Linked DNA regions of Sus scrofa: region 2 is linked to region 1. Evidence: chromatin contacts called from public HiChIP or PLAC-seq data. All regions are on one chromosome and are shown on one strand. Each heading gives the region's core, a stretch centred on a gene start, on an enhancer-like site or on the middle of the called end of the contact. The rest is flanking DNA. Distances are from core to core; before and after follow the strand shown. Region 1 holds the start of BAG3 (BAG family molecular chaperone regulator 3). Region 2 holds the start of MCMBP (minichromosome maintenance complex binding protein).

Region 1 (5,277 bases), core at 149-2,648:
TGGATTTGATCCCTGGCCTTGCTCAGTGTATTAAGGATCTGGCATTGCTGTGAGCTGTAGCGTAGGTTGCAGACACGGATTGGATTTGGTGTTGTTGCGGCTCTGGCGAAGGCCAGCAGCTACAGCTCCAATTCAGCCCCTAGCCTGGGAACTTCCATAAGCTTGGGGTGCGACTCCCCTCCAAAAAAGCCACTGAATAAGGCGCTTGAGGGTCCAGCTCCTTCAATAGTAGTACTTAGGGTAAATTAGTGCACTGGCATTTGGGTTTATACATCAGTCTCTTGTGTGTTTGGTACCTGAGTCAGTCCTTGGGGCTTAATCGTCTCTGCGTTTTCCCAAAACTGAATTTTGTACTTTAAAGCTGATAAGAACACCTGTGTAAGTGAGAATCATTCCATTGGAAATGATTGGTAGGCCTCTTATCGTTTGCTCCAAAAGGAGTAATTTGAGGGCAGGAAGAGAGGAAAGGTATTGCCTCTGAGGGTTCCTGGGTAGTCTCTGCATTTGAGTTGGAAAATTGGGCCCAGTATTAAGCCATGGCACCTTCTCAAAGTGCTTCTGGAGAAAGGAATGAGTCTCAGGCCCAAAGATTTAAACTAGTACCTCCCCAACATTCTCCCTCTGGGGGGCACACACTCTCTCTCCCAGAGGAATTGAGGTGTTGGGTTCAGGCTGCAAGTGCGATTATTGAAACAACCCAACAAATACATTTAATGATTCAATTTGTTCCCTACTTCTCAAGTAAAGCTCAAATTTTAAGACAGCAAGAACCAACCTCTACCATAAAAAAGACCAAAACTCCAAATAATGTGTTTTTTTCTTTAAAGTTGTTCAGCAATGATAGTTTCTTATTTGAGTTATGAGGTTCAGGAGCATAAAACCATGGGCTGATGCAATCTTTCTGTCTTCAGGTTTTTTTGAAAGAAAGGCAGGTGAGTTTCCATTTGCACTTCCATTTTTCCCCTGGCTTGGTTACTGTGTCAGGTCAACATTCCAGCGCTCCTTCCGACAGCCGTTAAGCCCAAGGGAGAAAAGTGATTAAAACATAACGGAGGGACACCAGTGCCCCGAGTATCAGTATATGGGGGTACAAATGAGAGGTGGGGAGAGACTCTGGTTTAAACCCAAAGACTTTAAAGGCTAACGATGACTTTGTTTTTATAAGGAACTGCAGCAGATACTCTTGAGTGCGGACTCCCAGTCCTAAGAACAGGAAGAGGCAGTCTGAAAACCGAAACCGCCCAGGACACAAAGACGACGTCCCTGGGGCTCGCTGGTCCAGTCAGCCAGCATCAGGGAGATGCCTCGGGTGCACCTTGGCCCACCCTGAGGCTGTCTCAGCCGGGTGACACCCACCCAGGAAGCTGGCGCGAGGGAGGAGGTGGGGTGGAGGAGGGGCGGCAGGGAGGCCACGCCCGTGACCACGCCCACGCCCCGCCCCGCCACGATTATAGCCGATGACTCAGGGCGGAGCTCCGCATCCAGCCCTCGCCGCCGCCAACTTCTCTGGATGGGACCAGAAGTTTCTAGCCGGCCAGTTGCTACCTCCCTTTATCTCCTCCTTCCCCTTTGGCAGCGTGGAGGCTATTTCCAGACACTTCCAGCCCTCTCCGGCCACGTCACCCCCTCCTTTAATTCATAAAGGTGCCCAGCGCCGGCTTCCCGGACACGTCGGCAGCCCACAAGACTCTAGCTCCGGCCTCGGCCAGCGAGCCACTCTGCGCCTGGAAGTCCGGCACCCCGCGACCCTGTGACCCGGCACCCCGGCGGCTGCCCCTCCGGGCCGACCCCGACCCAGCATGAGCGCTGCCACCCACTCGCCGATGGTTCAGATGGCGTCCGGCAACGGCGCCGGCGACCGCGACCCCCTGCCCCCCGGCTGGGAAATCAAGATCGATCCGCAAACCGGCTGGCCCTTCTTCGTGGACCACAACAGCCGCACCACGACGTGGAACGACCCGCGCGTGCCCCCGAGGGCCCCAAGGTAAGCGGGACCCGAGCTGCACTCTGGCCAGCACTTCCCCCCACCCCCACCCCCCCCGCGCCCCGACGGCGAGCGGCGGGACAGGGCTTCGGGGATGGGGGTGGCGGGCTGGACTGGGCCGGGCTGCGGGGACGCGAGGAGCAGGGTGCCTGCCGGCCACAGCCCGCCCGCGCCGGTGTCCCAGAGGTCAGTGAAGGCCACTGGGAACGTACAGACCCCCAAGTGGACACCAGCTCTCAGGAGTCGGCCTGCCGCGTCCCAGGAGCCCCCTCCCCAGGCCCGCCCTTGGCCGGCGTCGGGGCGAGGGGGAGGCCCCGGGGAGGACTGTCCTCTCTGGGCTGCATCTGGTTTCCGGAGGTCGGGCGGGAAGTGCGACCCGCCCCATGGTGCCAGGTCCGGTCCACCGGCTGGATTCGAGGGGCCGTGGGCCAGGAGGCGAGGGGCGATCGGCCTGGTCAGCCTCGGAGGCCCGGGCCAGGCCCCACCGCGGCCTCCGCCCGGCTTCCAGGGCTGAGAGCCTGGTTTCACTCTGCTGATCACGCTTGGTCGGACGCCAGGGGGCCTTTGGCAAGCTTGGATGGGGGGGTCTCTTAGGATCTCTAAGGACTTTTACCTCCCAAAGTTCCAGAACTTGCTTGAGGGTATCTTGACTTCAGTCTTCCACCTGAGGCACAGAGTGACTCAGGAGACTGACGTAAATACATCCCCCCCGCCCCTTGAATTTGAAATTAAAATTGTATTCTTGTTTGAAACTGTTTTCGATAAGAATATATTCTAGAATGACTTGTTAAAAAAAAAAAAAAAAAGATGCTGTTCTCCCAGGCAATTTTAAACTAAAGACGTGAGACTGTCGCCTAGTTGGCTATTGACTTAGACATTGCCTCACACTGGCGAGAAAAAGTGTTGTTGTTTTTTTTTAAATGGCAATACATTCCTTTCCTTGTTATGTTACTACAATACCCAGGATTTGTTTCTAATACACAAATAATTGAGTAGTAATGCTTTTGTGAATACAGATGTATGCCTTATTTACATTTATGTAAGGGTATATACTTCTTAATCCTTAGGAGCCTGAAATTTTGAAAATATAAACTCGGAATGAGTGTTTAAAAAATTATGACTGTACTTTTCTCGTGATTTTTCTGTCCATTTGAGCTTTTTCAAAAGATAAAGCTTGGCAAAAAGAGGTCTACATTAAGGGTAGCGTTAATGTTGTTTGGGCAAAATAAAAATAAAAGTCATGAGCTGGTAAGTTATTTTGAAGACTTAAAAATTCACCAAATTAAAGGCTTTGTAAGTCATTATTTCAGAAGAAAGATCTGTTATCCATTTTCATTTTAATGTACTTTTTTCTTAAAAGTGTATATAAAGTTCTGGTGCCCAACAGTGAGACAGGGTATATTTAGCAACTTACATTTATAAGAAATTAATTGTATGTTTATTTTTGAAAATTAGTACAAGAGGCTGTAATTAGCTGGGATGGTCATAACTGCAGATACTTCTTTTTTTTTTTTTTTCTGTGTCTGTTCAGCCCATTGTTGAGTGAAACTAATGCCCATTTCAGTCCCCCTCTGTTACTGCAGTCTCCAGGGAAGAGGTCCTTATTGTGACCAAAAAAGAAAAAAAGAAAAAGGTTGTCATTTTGAGACTAATGTCCTGTAGAGACAGGGATGTCAGAATCCAGTGGTATCCTTAGTAGTGAATGAGGATCAAGTTTGAACATATCCACTGTGAGTGCAGTGTAAGTCCCACCTTGCCGGCACTTTGTTTTCAATGTGAAACTCACCCAGCAGGTTGAGATCTTTGTGTACCCGCACAGTGGATGGGTCAGGCTGTGGTTTCATAAACCTTCTTAAGGGGGAAAAACCAGGTTGAATTACTGTTATTGTTCTTCCCAAGTAGAAAATAAGAGCTACTCAACCAAAAAGAACTCTGATCCTGGAAAAGTTGATGTGAAAATTTAACAATCTGAATTTTAAGGTTGAAAGGTCCTTACAGATTTTTTAGCTCAGTCTCATTTATCTAAGAAGTAAACCCAGAGAGTTCAACTGTGTTTCCAACGGTCACTCCGCTGCAACCAATAGAAAAGAGAGAACTATACCAGAAGGTTCTGATAAGAGGCAGTAGATCTGTTCAGAAGAAGATAGAAATGTCTTAAATTTTTATGAAACACTGAAATTTGTAGGCTGGAACACTACTTGGGTGGTGATGGCTGGGTGTGTTCAACTCAAGAAAAGAACTCTCTTTACCAGATTAATTACTTGAGATTTGTCAGCATGGCACCACATCATAAGGAGAAAACTAACATTCGGTTCATTAGCTCCATGGGCTTCGTTGCTTTCAAGCCTGTGCTTTGATATACACAGAACGTCTGCGTGGCTAATTCACTGTCACTTATGACCCCATAGTGCAGAGTAAATATGATGGAAAAATCTTTCTCTATTACCTTATACTGGGACATGCTTTCTTTTTATTTATTTTTGTCTTTTTAGGGCCGCACCTGCGGTGTATGGAGGTTCCCAGGCTAGGGGTTGAGTCGGAGCTGTAGCCGCTGGCTTATGCCACAGCCACAGCAATGTGGGATCCAAGCCATGTCTGCGCCTACACCATAGCTCACGGCAACGCCAGATTCTTAACCCACTGAGCAAGGCCAGGGATGGAACCTGCATCCTCATGGACATTAGTCAGATGCGTTTCTGCTGAGCCATGGCAGGAACACCAGAACTTGCTTTGTGAATGAGGAATGAGAAAAGGGCTCTGTCTGAAAATGAAAGGTAGTTTTAGAGGAGCTGAGCTAAGAAGACTCACCAAGCATCCTAACCTTCAAGAGGAGATGCTGTCAGTCAGTAAAGAGCTATTCCTTGAGCATGAAAAACAGAGAAAGCCCTCTTTGGGGCAAGACAGTTTCCGAATGTTAAAGGAATGGCTTTCATGGAAAGAAGAAAAAGACTAGAACTTTGGTTTATTAGTATCCTCTGCTGCCTTGTAGATGATCCTCCCCCATTCCCCTGAGGTTGTTAGAGTCTCTTTTCCTCCCCATTTTTACAGTCGGGGGGGGGGGGCGAGTGAAAGCAAGTGCCTTGTCCTCCCTTTGCAGAGGCCGGCAGCTAGAGGCCAAGGCTTTGGGCCTTATCCAGCTCCACTCTGAGCCACTGAACCTCCCCACCTGTGCTCTTCCTGGATATCGATTTTCTGCACACGTGGGCTTCCCACTGGCATGTTCGTACCAGTCCCGGCCCCTTCCCCAGCAGAGAGCTTGGCATCCACTGTGGAGTCAGGAGATGTACAGTTTC
Region 2 (4,903 bases), core at 749-3,248, 230 kb after region 1:
GATCCTTAACCCACTGAGCAGGGTCAGGGATGGAACTGGAGACCTCATGGATACTAGTAGGGTTCGTTAAGGCTGAGCCACAATGGGAACTCCACAAAAACTTACTTTTGAAAGACATTTCCGAATAAGTACCCATGAGTCTGCATCCTCTTAAGCCAATTGCGCAATTTTTTTTTTTTTTTTTTTTTTTTGGCTTTTTTAGGGCCACACCTGCAGCATATGGAAGTTCCCAGGCTAGGGGTTGAATAGGAGCTGCAGCTCCATGCCTACATCACAGCCATGCCAGATCTGAGCTGTGTCGGTGACCTATACCACAGCTCTCACTGAATCCTGGACCCACTGAGCAAGGCCAGGGATCAAACCCACATCCTCATGGATACTAGTTGGATTCGTTTCCACTTCACCACAATGGATACTCCCTGCAATTTAATCTTTACTCCACATTCTGGGCCATTATTTTGGAAATCAATGATAAGTTCCCATACTCATTATAAACAACAATTACCAGTATATAGTAGAGATAAATGCCCCTTCCTCAAAAGCACCCTTGATGGATATACACTGTTGTTGTTTTTTAATTTAAGCTACATACAGATTTAATTTCTTCTTTATCAGATTGTCACTCCTCATTAGCTACAATCCAGATGCCAACCCAGGCCTTCTAATTTGCTGCCTCTAGCTTCTGCCTAGGAAACCAGATAGCTATACTAGTTCAAGCTATAAGGAAAATGAATAAAGAATTGCTGAGTGAGTCTTTCCCACAAGGAATACATACATTTTCTGCCTTCAGTTTCGGCTGCTGGAAACAATTTAGCTTCTTAATAGGCATTCTCATTAATATCCCACGATGCCTTAAGTGATGAAGGCCACTCTACCTACAACTTTGTTACCTCCTGACAAGTCAGGTGTTCTGATCTAACAGTGATTGCTGGCTGGGTTTGCCTCCACCCCTCCTAAGTGCAAAAGACATGGAAAGTAGGGCCAAAATGCCCAGGTAACGGCAAACAAACCTAAATTTTCCTTAGTGGACCCTAGCAGAAGAGTGGCATTGACGATAATTCCAACTAAAATTTACTAAGCCTGTCTGCAACATTCTGAGCTCTTTCTATGTAGGAACGCATTTAAGGAGTTCAACATTTCTTACTAGCTCTGGCACAAGGAGGAGATGGAGACCAAGCGGTTTTAAAGGCATCCCAAAAGAAAAATGAAGCTATTACACTAAATCTTATCTCGAAACGCGAGGATGTGTGTAATACAGGAGTTGGAGCCAACTTCTGCTGCGAGCGAGCGAGCGAGCACTCCCCCGACACACCGGAAGTTTTGAAATACCCCGCAGGCTTCCCATAGGCAAAGTGCTTTTCCTTCACCCCATCTCTGCGAGCCCTCCCCAAGGTTCAAGGACCCGTCCGAGTTTTGCCGCCGGGCTAGGGCCCCAGCAGTGCCACCAAGGGAAGCCGGGCCGTCAATCACGGCCGGCCGCCAGCTCCTCGCCGCGTAACCTTGGCCGCTCGCGAACCGCGAATCGGGCAGGTGGGAGGCACCTGCGGCCCGGCCCGGGAAGCCGCGGCCCGCGGTCCGGGGTGTCTAAGGCGGACCGGCGCAGGCCCGGCTGACCGTCTCGGCCGCGCGAGCCCTCGAGGTGGCCCCGCGTGGGGCCGCGCAGCGGGGCCGGGCCCGGGGCTCGGTCAACTCGGCGGCCCGCCCGGCCCGCCCCCGGGGCCGCCACTCACCGAAGAAGCCCTGCACGATCCCCAGCGGGTGGCTGAGCCAATCCTCCCCACAGGGCATCTCGCCGACGGGCCGGAGCCGGCGCGGCCCGGCGTCCCGCGCCGCGGCTCCTCCTCGGGGGCTCGGCCGCTCCTCGCCCGCGCCCTCCCACGCAGGGTGAGCCTCGCGGCACCGGCCGCTCGGCCTCCCGGCGCCTCAGAGAACAGCGGCTGTGGCAGCAGCAGCCGAGGAGCTGCCGGCTACTGGCAGGCGCCGCGTGCGGAGCCCCCAGCCTCCACTTCGCACAATGGCGGGAAATAGGCGCCGCCGACCGCGCTGCCTGCGACCTGGGTGGAGCTCGCGCGGGGAGGGGCGGCGGGAGCGCGCTGCGCGGCCCCGGGCGGGAAGGCGGGGCCGGCCTACTGGGCGGGGGGCCGGCCGGCCCGGGGCGGGGCCGCGGCGGCGGAGCGGTCGCCATCTTGGAGACGGGCGAAAGGAAGGGCAGGCGCGGCCTCCGGAGCTCCGACCCTGGCGTCGGGGGCTGAAGGCGAGTGGTGCTGGGTGTCTCTCGCTGCCAGCTCGAAGGGGGAGACTCCCGAAGTCCGGTTCGTTTTTCATGATGCGAGGCCTTGCACGGTTTGGAGGCTGTAGCAGTCCAAAAGCACAAACCCAAAGAGACTTCAAAGTTATCTCTGGGCAAAATTAGAGGATAAAGCAGCCTTTCGTGTCTGCCCACCTTCCTCTAATTGCCTTTCTTTTTTTTTTTTTTTTCTGATGGCAACTCTCTTTCGTTCCCTGCCCAAAACCCTATGCAGTGACTTGCCCTCAGATGAAGTCTCAGCCCCCCAGGCAGGTGTGTGTTTAGATAGGGGAATTTGAAAGTCTGCAAGCTCCCTTTGCTGCCATCTCAGGCCTTGTAGAGGGACTAGGTCCTAAGTGAGAGGCAAGTTCATAACTGTGAAAATATACCCTGCCTAGAAGCTGGAAAGTGCGCTTTGGGGAGGTTCCTGCAGAATGTGTCAGGATACCCTCAGACAGTGGTAGCACACACAAGATAAGTCAACAGTAACCTTCGAATGAGGAAATTTGGAAATACCCAAGTTCTGTAGTGAAATAGTTTCCCCTAGGCCTGGAATAGGTCTGAGAAAACCCTGCTCATCAGCTGAAAACAGGTCGTGTTAAGAGAGGAAGGATCTGAATGGAGCCCAGAAAGCGGGCAGCTGGAGAACTGAGCTCAGATCTCAAGACCTCTTAGGGGCCAAAGGGGGTGTTTTTATTTGTCATCTTCAACTATTTATTCTCCCCATTGGTGGGGTGGGGGTTGGGGAGGTCAAGGTTGGTTGAATTGAGGATGCGGAATTTGCAAATACAGGGGGCAGAGTACTTTTTTTTTAAACAGCTGCACCTTTATGAAAGTTCCCAGTCTAGGGGTTGAGTCCGAGCTGCAGCTGCTGCCTATGCCGCAGCAGCACCGGATCCGAGCTACTTGTTTGACCCACGCTGTAGCTTGCAGCAATGTCCCATCCATCCTTAACCGCTGAGTGAGGGCTTGGAGCAAACCCACATCCTCACAGAGACAATGTTTGGTCCTTAACCCACCAAGCCATAAAGAGAACTTTTTTTTCTTTCTTTCTTTTTTTTTTCCAATTGTCTGGCTGCACCTGGGGCATATGGAAGCGCCCAGACCAGGAATTGCATCTGAGCCACAGCTGCAACCTACATTGCAGCATCCCTGGATACTTTAGTTCTTTAAACGACTGTGCTGGGCTGGGGATCAAACCCATGCCTCCACAGCCACCTGAGCTGCTACCCACTGCACCACAGCGGGAACTCCCAGAACATTCGTTTTATATAATGGACTTGAGCATCTGCAGATACCCGTGGGGTCCTGGAACCAACTCACCCCAACGGACACCAAGGGATGATGGTAATAGGCTTACTGTATTATATACATCTGGCTCTTGTGAGTTTGTGTGAGCTGAGAAAATGGTTTAAAATCTGGCATTACCACCATTTCACTCATTCATTCCTTTAGCAGAGACAATTGCCAGGACCTTGGTGTTAAATGGAAAAACCCCCTAGTTTAGCTTCCTGGCCAGAAATATGCAAATTAAATGCATGTCATGCTTTTAATTATAACCATTTCAGACTGACTTTATATGAAATGGCAGCTGAATACCAATTCAGCAGTGGCTAGGAACACTTCAGCTTTTGGTGTCTCCTTCTGTATTTAGTAATTTATAAACAACAATTGCTCAGATTTTACTTAGACAACTGTGATCCTGCCAAAGCGCAATTACCTTATAATGTGAATAATTTTACCCTCTAATTTTCCCATGACAAGATGTTTTGGTACTACATAAGCAGTTATGATCAAAATTTTAAAGGCCCGGAGTTCCCGTTGTGGCACAGTGGAAACAAACCTGACTAGTATCCATGAGGATGCAGGTTTGATCCCTGGCCTCACTCACCAGGATAAGGATCTGGCATTGCTGTGGCTGTGGTGTAGGCTGACTGACAGCTGCAGCTCTGATTTGATCCCTTGCCAAGGAACTCCATATGCTGCAGGTGTGGCCCTAAAAAGAAAAAAAAAAAAAATTTTAAAGGCCACGAGTAGGTCCATGAGAATATATCACCATGGCAAGACTTTTTTTCCCATCACTGATAATCACATTTCTGTCCCCACCCCAAGTATTTTTTTTTTTTTTGCCATGGCTGCGGCATGCAGAAGTTCTGGGCCAAGGATGCAACCACAGCAGTGACAGCACTGGATCCTTAACCCAGTGAGCCACTGGGGAACTCCTCAAGTCCATATTTTTAAGGAGGGCATGAAGTAATCCTGTCTGTAAGTTATTACTGAAGTTATTGGAAATACTGGGATGAAAAGGGAGGTACCATCCCTGCCCTCGTGGAATGTACAGTTCAGTGAGAAGCTTATTACTAAATAATTATTCGTTTACAACCATGATGGATGCCAGGCAAGAAACAGTGAAGTTCTATAAAAGGAATGAACAGCACCATCTGCTCTAGTGAGGGAAGGTTGTGGGAAAGGGGGGAAGGAAGGGTCCTTCAGAGATTTCCTGAAAATGTGACATTTAGGCTGGGACTTGAAAGATAAATAGGAGCTAGCTAGGTGAAAGGTGTGAGGGGAGAGTGTTCCACGCCTTAAGGCTAGAAAAACAGAAATTTGTATAGC

Evidence for each region. HiChIP or PLAC-seq counts read pairs in DNA pulled down with a chosen protein or histone mark.
Region 2: a contact with region 1 is called in an H3K27ac HiChIP or PLAC-seq map of alveolar macrophages. The contact joins the promoter of MCMBP here to the promoter of BAG3 in region 1. A contact is called at or near these places in 2 of 5 promoter capture datasets (fetal liver and liver) and 2 of 2 datasets of contacts at active chromatin or transcription factors (alveolar macrophages and skeletal muscle).

Annotation. Positions count from the first base shown.
Region 1 is chr14:129,508,842-129,514,118 of Sscrofa11.1, forward strand. BAG3 (BAG family molecular chaperone regulator 3) reads left to right here and starts at 1,399. Exons shown (of 5, transcript XM_021073458.1): 1 at 1,399-1,988; 2 at 1,991-2,170. The coding sequence starts at 1,800.
Region 2 is chr14:129,740,207-129,745,109 of Sscrofa11.1, forward strand. MCMBP (minichromosome maintenance complex binding protein) reads right to left here and starts at 1,999. Exons shown (of 16, transcript NM_001243591.1): 1 at 1,731-1,999. The coding sequence starts at 1,788.